2 separate regions of the Ovis aries genome follow, and region 2 is linked to region 1. Evidence: chromatin contacts called from public Hi-C data. All regions are on one chromosome and are shown on one strand. The core of a region is the stretch at or near the end of the contact, and the rest is flanking DNA. Distances in the headings are between cores, read along the strand shown. Region 1 has its middle 26 kb from the start of OAF. Region 2 overlaps POU2F3 (POU class 2 homeobox 3).

What was found. A called contact is a pair of places that touch in the nucleus more often than the background predicts.
Region 2: a contact with region 1 is called in a Hi-C map of liver, with 4 times the contacts expected there. The contact joins two enhancer-like sites. A contact is called at or near these places in 4 of 16 Hi-C or Micro-C datasets (liver, skin fibroblasts and tail adipose tissue).

The regions. Positions count from the first base shown.
Region 1 is chr15:30,473,197-30,477,709 of ARS-UI_Ramb_v3.0, reverse strand. No RefSeq gene overlaps it. Among named protein-coding and RNA genes, the nearest start is that of OAF, 26 kb to the left of the region's middle. Within about 2 kb of position 2,504, at least 20 of the 54 cell types and tissues checked have an H3K27ac peak or open chromatin away from gene starts, as enhancers often do. A contact at or near this core is called in liver, where this site is marked.
Region 2 is chr15:30,587,628-30,592,140 of ARS-UI_Ramb_v3.0, reverse strand. The region is part of intron 3 of POU2F3 (POU class 2 homeobox 3); the gene reads right to left. Among named protein-coding and RNA genes, the nearest start is that of TLCD5, 38 kb to the left of the region's middle. Within about 2 kb of position 1,985, at least 2 of the 54 cell types and tissues checked have an H3K27ac peak or open chromatin away from gene starts, as enhancers often do. A contact at or near this core is called in liver, where this site is marked.

The DNA.
Region 1 (4,513 bases), core at 1,255-3,754:
CTTAAAGAGCACCAGACCCCTTCTTGGGCTTCCTAGGTGGCGCTAGTGGTAAAGAATCCATCTGTAATGCAGGAGCTATAAGAGACATGGGTTCAATCCCTGGGTTAGGAAGATCCCCTGGAGAAGGAAATGGCACCCCACTCCGGCATTCTTGCCTGGAGAATCCCATGGACAGAGGAGGCTGGCAGGTTACAGTCGATGGGGTCACAAAGAGTCAGACACGACTGAAGCGACTTAGCATGCACACACACAGACCCCTTCCTAAGTGCAATGGACTTGCTTTCTCTTAGCTTATATTACAGGATGGACACAGATAAAAACAAATATTCAGACACAGTAAATTTAGATAAGTGTTATGCATTCAGTAAAACAGGATGATGTGCTAGAGATGTGGGTTGGGATTGAGGCCAGAGTTCTTGACCTACTCCTACACGGGCAGAGGTAAATGCCCCCAAGAGGTGGAGGCCTGCCCACAAGCCACTCCCTCAGGAAGCCTGCCTGCCTTGGGGGGCTAGCAGCCTTCTCTCCTACCTCTGGACTTTATCTCCCTTCCTGGCAGGGTGTCTGGTGGCTTCAGTACAGCCCACGCCCCATTTGCTGTTGAGCGGTGAGGTCCCCAAGGGTAGAGAAAGCTTCTCTTCCAGCCCTGTGCCTCCCACTTGCCCTGCCCATGCCAGGCACAGAGTAAGTGCTCCAGGAAGGCTTGCTGGGGGAAGATGCGCAAGGATGCCTCCCACCTCTGAGGGCAGAGGGCAGGCAGGGTCCAGCCCAGGGTCACTGCCCAGAAGAGAGACACTTCTGTGCCCTGGAGAGGGATGGGTTGAATGGGAGAATTCATCCCTGGTGGGGGGGGGTGGTAGTGGGAGGGGGCGAGTTGCATTTAAACCAGTCCAGGCAATTGTGGGACAGAACCAGTCAAATTCTTTTAAAGCTTTAAATAGTTTGCTCTGATGAGGAGCCTAAGAACAGTATCAGGACTGTTCCTTGGCTTGGAAAGGTCTGGAACTGTTTATGGGGGCAAACTTTGATGAAGAGTGGGGGTGGGGTGGGCATGCAGGGTCATTGTTTGTGGGAGAGGGTGTGTATGGTTTGGAGTCTGTGTGCAGTGGGGGCGTTTGTATGGTGGCTTTGATTGCGGTGTTGAAATACTGGCATATGATATGAGGGTGTGTGTGTGTGAATGTGGTGACGATGTGTGTATGTGTGTGTGGTCCGTGTGTGGGTGGTGGTGCCACGGTGGCTGGGGTGCCTGTGTATGCGTGGTGCCTCCCAGCTCATGGTGCGGAGGGGATGGAGGTGCTGGTGTGTGTTTGCCCAGAGGGCAATGGAGCACTTGCCCAGGGCCCTGAGAGGGAGGGGCCCGGAGAGGAGGGGCCGCAGTGGGCTGGGCGCTGGGGCCAGCACTCTGGACACTGGAGACAACCAAAGACATCACTCTCCCCAGTGGTACCCGGGGCCCTACAGCCGAAAACCATCAGACACCCCTGCCCCTGGGTCCCAGCCCGTCCTTTGGGGGAGGCTCTTGCTTCCTCAGTTTCCCGCTGGCCTGTGGTCCCTCCTTGTTGGAGCCCTACCGTCAAGTCCCATCCCCATTCTCTCTCCTACTACTCAGAGCAGACACCACAATATTTCTGCGTTTCCTCTGGAAAAATCCCGGGAGGTCTGCTTAGGACTGCAGCAAAGCAGCCCACATCTGTGCGCAGTTCAGCTGGGGCAGCTAGAAACTCAGGCACTGGAGTAGGCTGGAGCTCGGAGCACAACAGTGCTTCCCTGTCTCTGTCTGAAGCACACAGCCAAGTAGCTAGCCCTCCACTGGTGTGTGCACATACACAGGCATGCTCTTGCACACACCTAATTTCCGTAAGACCCGCAGAGGCCGGGCAGGGACGCATATACGCACACTGGTGAGCCAGTACGGGTGAGCGGTCCCTGAAGACACAGACACCCAATGCTCTGGGGCCCGTCCCACGTGTGGAATGCCGACCACTCCACACCCGCAGGACAACGCGTGCTGATTCACTGCGCCCACACGAGGATGGGTGGCGCGTGCAGGTTGTGATTCAGTTCCAGCCACCTGGAAACCCCCCACAAACAATCTCAGGCAATACCTGCCCTTCCAGGTAACAGGCCAGGCCTGCCCTGCCCAGGGAGAGAGCCAGGCCGTGCCTCTGTCCTTCCCCATCCGCTGCCCTTTCCCTGACTCAGGCTGCCCACATCTCCTCTTGGGCCCTGGCACCCCGGATTGCCTCCTCACCAGGTGATCAGGAGCTGCCCTCAGCACTTGTGTGACCCTGGGCCTCAGTTTCCTCCTTGTAAAGGAGGCGCTGGATGGGAGGGCTGCTAAGGCCCGTCCATTCCAATTCAGGACACCAAGCCTATTTCTCAAAGGCTGACTGGGCTGGGAAGAGGCCAAAGGCTCAGTCATCTGCAGAGATGGGACTGCCAGGCTCTCTGGGAGGACTGGAGGCAGGGGACTGCCTGTGTGGAGGAAGCCAGGGACAAGGAAGGTGTCAGCCTCGAGGAGCTGCCAGGCAGGCAGAGGAAACCTGCCCTGTGCTGGGATGCAAGCAAGGGGATGAGACGAGTAAGCTGCCCAGCTGTGCAAGGGTTAACCTGGGCCTGGCGGAGGGAGGCAGCCAGCCAGCCCTGCTGTTGGGACTTCCAGTGTTCTCAGACACAGGCCTGGGGAGCCTGAGGGCCCCAAGTGAGCGCCCTGAGTCGGCGAGGCTGCCGTGCTGGGGAGGCCCAGGGCTGCCTGTTTGCCTCTGACTTTTGGGTCTCCCCCTGGCTGGGCCCCTCTTCTGGACTTTTGCTTTCCATGGCAGCCTGGACCAGACCACCTGGGGGTGCTGAGCTGGGACTGAGGGCTGGTGTAGGTGGGAGTGACCCCCCCCTCCGCAGCTGCCCCTTCACCACCAAGGCCCCCTCTGTAGGGCAGGGAGCCTGAGAAACCCCTGTCCTGCACCCCAAAATCTCTCTGCAAGCCTCATAGGCTCTGAGGCCACTGTCCCACCAGTTCCCTCTCTCCCCGGCCAGGAACTCATTTCGCCCCTTGGCCAGCCCCTCCTTCTGCCTCCCAGTTTCTTCAGGCCTGCCCCTGAATCTGCCTCTTCTCCCTCAGCCAGAAACCAGGCCTCCCAGATTCCAGCAGAGCTTCCCGGTCAGGATAGGAATTTGCTCTTTAGGGCAGATGGGGGAGTGGGATGGGGGAGCGGGCCAAGGAAGGGGGAAGGGGGAGAGGACAGATGGGAAAAATAAAGTGGAAGGAGGCAACAAGAACTGACGTTTGCTTGGGCCTTGGAAGGAAAGAGGAGCAAGTTTATTTTTTAAGTTTCACTTATTTATTAATTTATTTATCTGTTTATTTTTGGCTGTGCTGAGTCTACGTTGCAGCTCACAGGCTTTCTCAAGTTGTGGTGTGTGCGGACTTCTCACTGTGGGGGCTTCTGTTGTTGCGGAGCACCGGCTCTAGGGCACACAAGTTTAGTTGCCTCGTAGCACTTGGAATCTTCCTGAAGCAGGAATTGAACCCGTGTCCCCTGCATTTGGCAATCAGACTCCTTGCCACAGGACCACCAGGGGAGTCCAGGAGGGTGCGTTTAGCGCAGCTGCAGGATGCCCAGCAAGTGGGTGGCCAGGCAGTGCGTGTGGAGGGGAGCCGGAGAACTTGAGCTCCCTAAGTGCCCTTGCTTTGCTGGGCATCAATTTTCAGGCCCTGCCTGCTCCAGATGGGGCTGAATTATGTCCCTGGCCTCTCCAGCAATGTATCCCAAAGTCCTGATCATCTCAGGCGACATCAATATTCTCCAGGACCCTTGTAGGGGTGTCCTGGGTTTGGGGTTCTCTTTAACACTCTTCATCCATACACAGCGCCATCTTGATGGCCTCCATGTCTAAAAGAATATCAAACCTCGTGGGCCTTCCTGGTTTTCCTGGGGCCCCTCCCTCTGCCTATGAGCCCAGGCTGTGCATAAATTCACTCATCTCTTTGAGCTGGAACATCACACCTATTTTCAGCTTTCTGTCCAGAAGCTATGGATAATTCTAGAATGTTCTGAACCAATCATGAGTCAACCAACCCCCTCTACCCCCCAAAATAACTCCATTGAATGGTTCAAAGCATTCTCCACTCTTCATATTTTCAAGGTCTGGGGCAAGTTTCTTCAAGGCTTTGCACCTCAGTTTCTTATAGGCAAAACAGGGGAGGTGGTGCTAACGGTAAAGAACCTGCCTGCCTCTGTGAGAGACCTAAGAGACGTAGGTTTGATCTCTGGGTGGGGAAGATCCCCTGGAGAAGGGCAGAGCAATCCACTCCAATATTCTTGCCTAGAGAATCCCATGGACGGAGCAGACTGGTGGGGCACAGGCCGTCGGGTCTCAGAGAGTCTAGATGACTGGAGTAACTTAGCATACACACACGCATCCCCAGTAGGACAGCTGGGAGGTCAGTTTTCTCTTGAGCACCCAGTCCAGTGCCTGGTAGTAGCAGGAGGCCCTGGATCAACTTTAATTC
Region 2 (4,513 bases), core at 736-3,235, 110 kb before region 1:
GATAAAGCACACATCTGCCTGATGCGTAACCTGATACACTTGGTTTGGGAACCAGCATTTTTGTATTCCCTTGACTTTCACACGGACAAATTAACTCCAGGATTTGCTCTTTTCCTCCCTCATCACGAGGAAGAGAGGTGGGACAGGAAAAGAGAAGGCTCAGACACACCGCGATATTCTCACACTACTGTATGTTGTTCTCTGGGGTCCAAAGGAGACTACCTGTGCACACACACAGCACCAACTTGCAGTCATGGAGTGCTACGTAGATTAGTTCCAAGAGCATCAGCTCAAGAAAGGGAAAAAGTAATATTTTAAAAATACTTTAGGGCTTCCCTGGTGGCTCAGCGGCAAAGAGCCACATGCCAGTGCATGAGACGCGGGTTCGATCCCTGGACCAGGAAGATCCCACAAGTCACGGAGCAACTAAGTCTGTGTGCCACGACTACTGAGCCTGTGTTCCGGAGCCTGTGAACCACAACTACGGGCCACAACCAGTGAGGCACACGTGCCTAGAGCAAGTGCTCCACAACACGAGAAGCCACCGCAATAAAAAACCGACTCACTGCAACTAGAGACTAGCTCCTGCTCACCACAACTAGAGAAAAGTCCCCGCAGCAACGGAGACCCAGCACAGCCCAAAATGAATAAATAAAATTATAATAAAAATAAAAGTACTTTCAAATGGATCAGCATTTGTTCTTCATGATAACTCAATGAGGAAAATAATCTTATCAAGCCATTTTTACAGATGTAGGAACCAAGACTAGAGAAATTAATAGACCCATCACACAGCCAGGAAGAGCAGAGCCTGACTTTCTGTTTGCATCTTTGGCTCCCAGACCCTCCCTTCGTTTGCCCGTACCACTCTGTAAGGCATCCCATTCTGTTTCCGCCTAGAATTTCCTACCTAAAAATGAACTTGTTGACCTCTGCCTCTTCAGTGAGCCATGCTGTTTTCACATGTGGTACACAGTTGGTGTACAGGTTTCCACAAGTGGAGCCTGGGATTTTTGCATGGATGTGGGGCTGCCACAGTGATCAAAAGTAAACTTTCAACAAGTCTGAATGGGAGTCTCTTTGACATCCCCTGGGGAACTGCCTGTGACCTGGAAGCCTGTCTCTGAAAGGCTGAGCTTTGGCTATAAGTGCAAGTAAAAGGCTTTCCCTGGTAACGTTCATGTTTGAGAATAGTCTTCTAAGTAAGGCTGAGGTCCTTGTCTCTTGTATTCTTCTGGTGCCCTGGATAAAGGGATGTGTCTCTGTGGCCCTCTGATCCTGCATCTTTTCCAGTAGCAGTGGAGCATATGGTCTTCCAAGCGGCTTTAGATATAGCTTTTTCTGCCCCATAAAGTTCCCCTTTCCAGTTTAATTCAATAAACATTTAGTATGCACCTATTGTATTCCAAGAGTAACTGTGACACAAAGGTGAACAGGGACCTCCCAGATCAATTAGGAGATGGCAAGTAAAACTGCAGTCACCTACACAGCCTGGTTAGGAGGGGAATTTGGCGGGGAAGGGATACATGTATGTGAATGGCTGAGACCTTTGCAGTCCACCTGAAGCTATCACAGCAGCATTGTTGATCACTGCCACTCCAATGCAAAATACAAAGCTTAAAAAAATAGATAAGTAATGAAACAAACAAAAACATCACCTACAGTGCAGTACTGAAGGCAATGGGGATGCGGTGCTGCGGTGGTCGCACGGGAAGGTTGTGAGTTGCTTTGTCAGGGCAGAGGACAGATAACCAGAAAAAGAGGGGTTAGACAGGAAGGCTCCAGAGAAGAGAAGTGGGAGCCTCTGGGAGCCTTGAAGAATGAAGAGGGGTTCAGCAGAAGGGAAAGCAGGGCATGCCAGGAAGTGGGAGCAGCTTGTCCACAGTCACAGACAACGAAACGACTTCATGTTCAAGAGCGACGAGCAATTCAGCGCTGCCACAGCGTGGAGTGGGAGAGGCCGGGGCAAGCAGCCAGGGCCTGATGACAGAGGCCCTGTGGATCACGCAAAGAAGCTGAGGCTGGACTCGGGGGCAAAGTGTAACTCGAGCAAAGGGCAGGGACATGCGAGATTTTGTAACAGCTGTACGGGATATGGATTTGAAGAGAGGATACCTGTGAGCAGGGGAATTAATTAAAGAGCTGTTTATCACAACAGTCTAGGAAAAGAGCTGCTGAGGACATGCCTAAGGCCAAAACAGTAAGAACGGAGAGGCAGATATGGAATGGCACGTTTTTAAGATCGAAAATATATTTCCGCCCCTAAAGGTTTATCCTCTATAACAAAGGACTATTTCAGGAATCTTCTGTTGAATGCCTGCAGGACAGAAAGAACCAACACAAAAAAAAATTCTGAAAGACCAGAGTCAATCCAATTACTAAGAACAGATACATGGAGGGTATTTGGGGTTACAGAAGGTATTCACTAAGTCAAATATTTCTGTAATGTCCAAATTTTCAAAGGTAATTATTCATTTTAAACTAGAAAAAAAAATATTAATAAGATTAAAAAGAGAAAGAACTCCAAATTTCAGTGCTTGAGTTTGGAAGATTTCAGTTCCTAAAGTATTCAAGTTAGTGATAGTTTCCTCTTTTACCTGGTGAAAGAAATGTCTTGAGACATTTAGGGGCACATTTTCTAAATAAACACACATATATGCAGATAGATATGTTTGTTGTATGTGTGTGTGTATGTGTTTAAATCAATAACTGAGAATCCATCTCCTTCTCCTGCCATAACCTGAGTCATCGTCTACCAAGAGGCCACACCTGGATGTGGCCTACAGCCCTCACTTACACCTTTCCATGACGTTCTACAGTTTACAAAGCACTTTCAAACATATCAGTTTGGTTGATTTTCAGAATATTCCCATGAGATTGAAAAGGCAAGTGATGCTATTCTTGTTTTACTGTTAAGGAAAACAGGTTCATGAAGGTAAATGATGTATCCAAGGTACATGGCTGGTTAGCAGGGGAGCTCTGATTTGAACTCAGGTTATCTAATTTAAAAGTCAACACATCTATCAAATTTTTAGGATTTTCTGAGGAAGCTTCCCAAATAAGTGGATTTTCAGTCCCCGAAATCTATCTCTTACAGATCCAAAGACTTTATTTCAGTTTTGGATAGCTATTTATTGTGTTTTTTTTTTTTTCACCTTCCAGTATTTTAATGGGGATTGCATTATCTATAGATTAATTTGAGGGAAATAGATACTTTTATTATAGTAGACCTTCTAAATTATAAATTTAGCCTGTTATTTGAATATTCTAATTTCTCTCAGTAATGTTTTATAGTCTTTAGAATACAACTATTGCACCCCTAGGATTTGATTTTTCTGATACTGTTGTAAATGTGTTTACAGTTTCATTTTTAACTTGTTTGCTGTGGAATATAGACATACACTTGCTTTTCATGTACTGATCAGATACTCATTAACTTTATTACATGCACTTATTAATTCTAATAACTTCCTTGTAAGATCTTTTGAATTGTCTATTTATACAATTTGGTCAATAGTTTTCTGTGAATAAAGATAGTTTTTTTTTCCAAAGTTTACACTTTTTAAAAAAATTTTGTACCTTTACTTTATTGCTCTGGCTTAGACTTCCAAGATAATTGAATAAAAGTAACGGTAGTGGATATTTTTATCTTTTTCTCAATGTCACATTTCCTCATTAAGTATGTTCAGTTCAGTTCAGTCGCTCAGTCGTGTCTGACTCTTTGCAACCCCATGAATAGCAGCATGCCAGGCCTCTCTGTCCATCCCCAACTCCCGGAGTTTACTCAAACTCATATCCATTGAGTCGGGGATGCCATCCAGCCATCTCATCCTCTGTCATCCCCTTCTCCTCCTGCCCCCAATCCCTCCCAGCATCAGAGTCTTTTCCAATGAGTCAACTCTTTGCATGAGGTGGCCAAAGTATTGGAGTTTCAGCTTTAGCATCAGTCCTTCCAATAATGTTAGAGGTTGGTATTTTTTTTGAAGATATCCTTTATCAGATTAAAAAAATTTTTTTTCAATTTCTAGTTTTAAAACCATGAATGGGTGTTTAATTTTATCAAATGCTTTTTTTCTTCATTTTTTTGAGATAACCACATAATTTTTTACTTCTGTTTGTGATTACTTACACAACTGACATTTTATTATGAAATCAACTTTGCCTTCCTGGGATAAATCCTACTATATGATTTTCTTCTCTTCCTCTTTCCTATTGGTTTCATTTTTGAACAGAGATCTTGTATCATATATATCTCTACTTTTCCCTAAAGAGTACCTGACAAAGAACTCACAAAAAAGAAAATTATAAGCCAGTATTACTAATGAACGTAGATGCAAAAATCTTCAACAAAATATTAACAAACTGAATCCAACAATACATTAAAAGAATCATACACTGTGACCAAGTGGAATTTATTCCAGGGTGGCAAGGATGGTTCAATATTCACAAATATTCACAAAAAATGTGATCTATCACATTTAATTTATTAAAGAATAAAAAATCATATGATCAT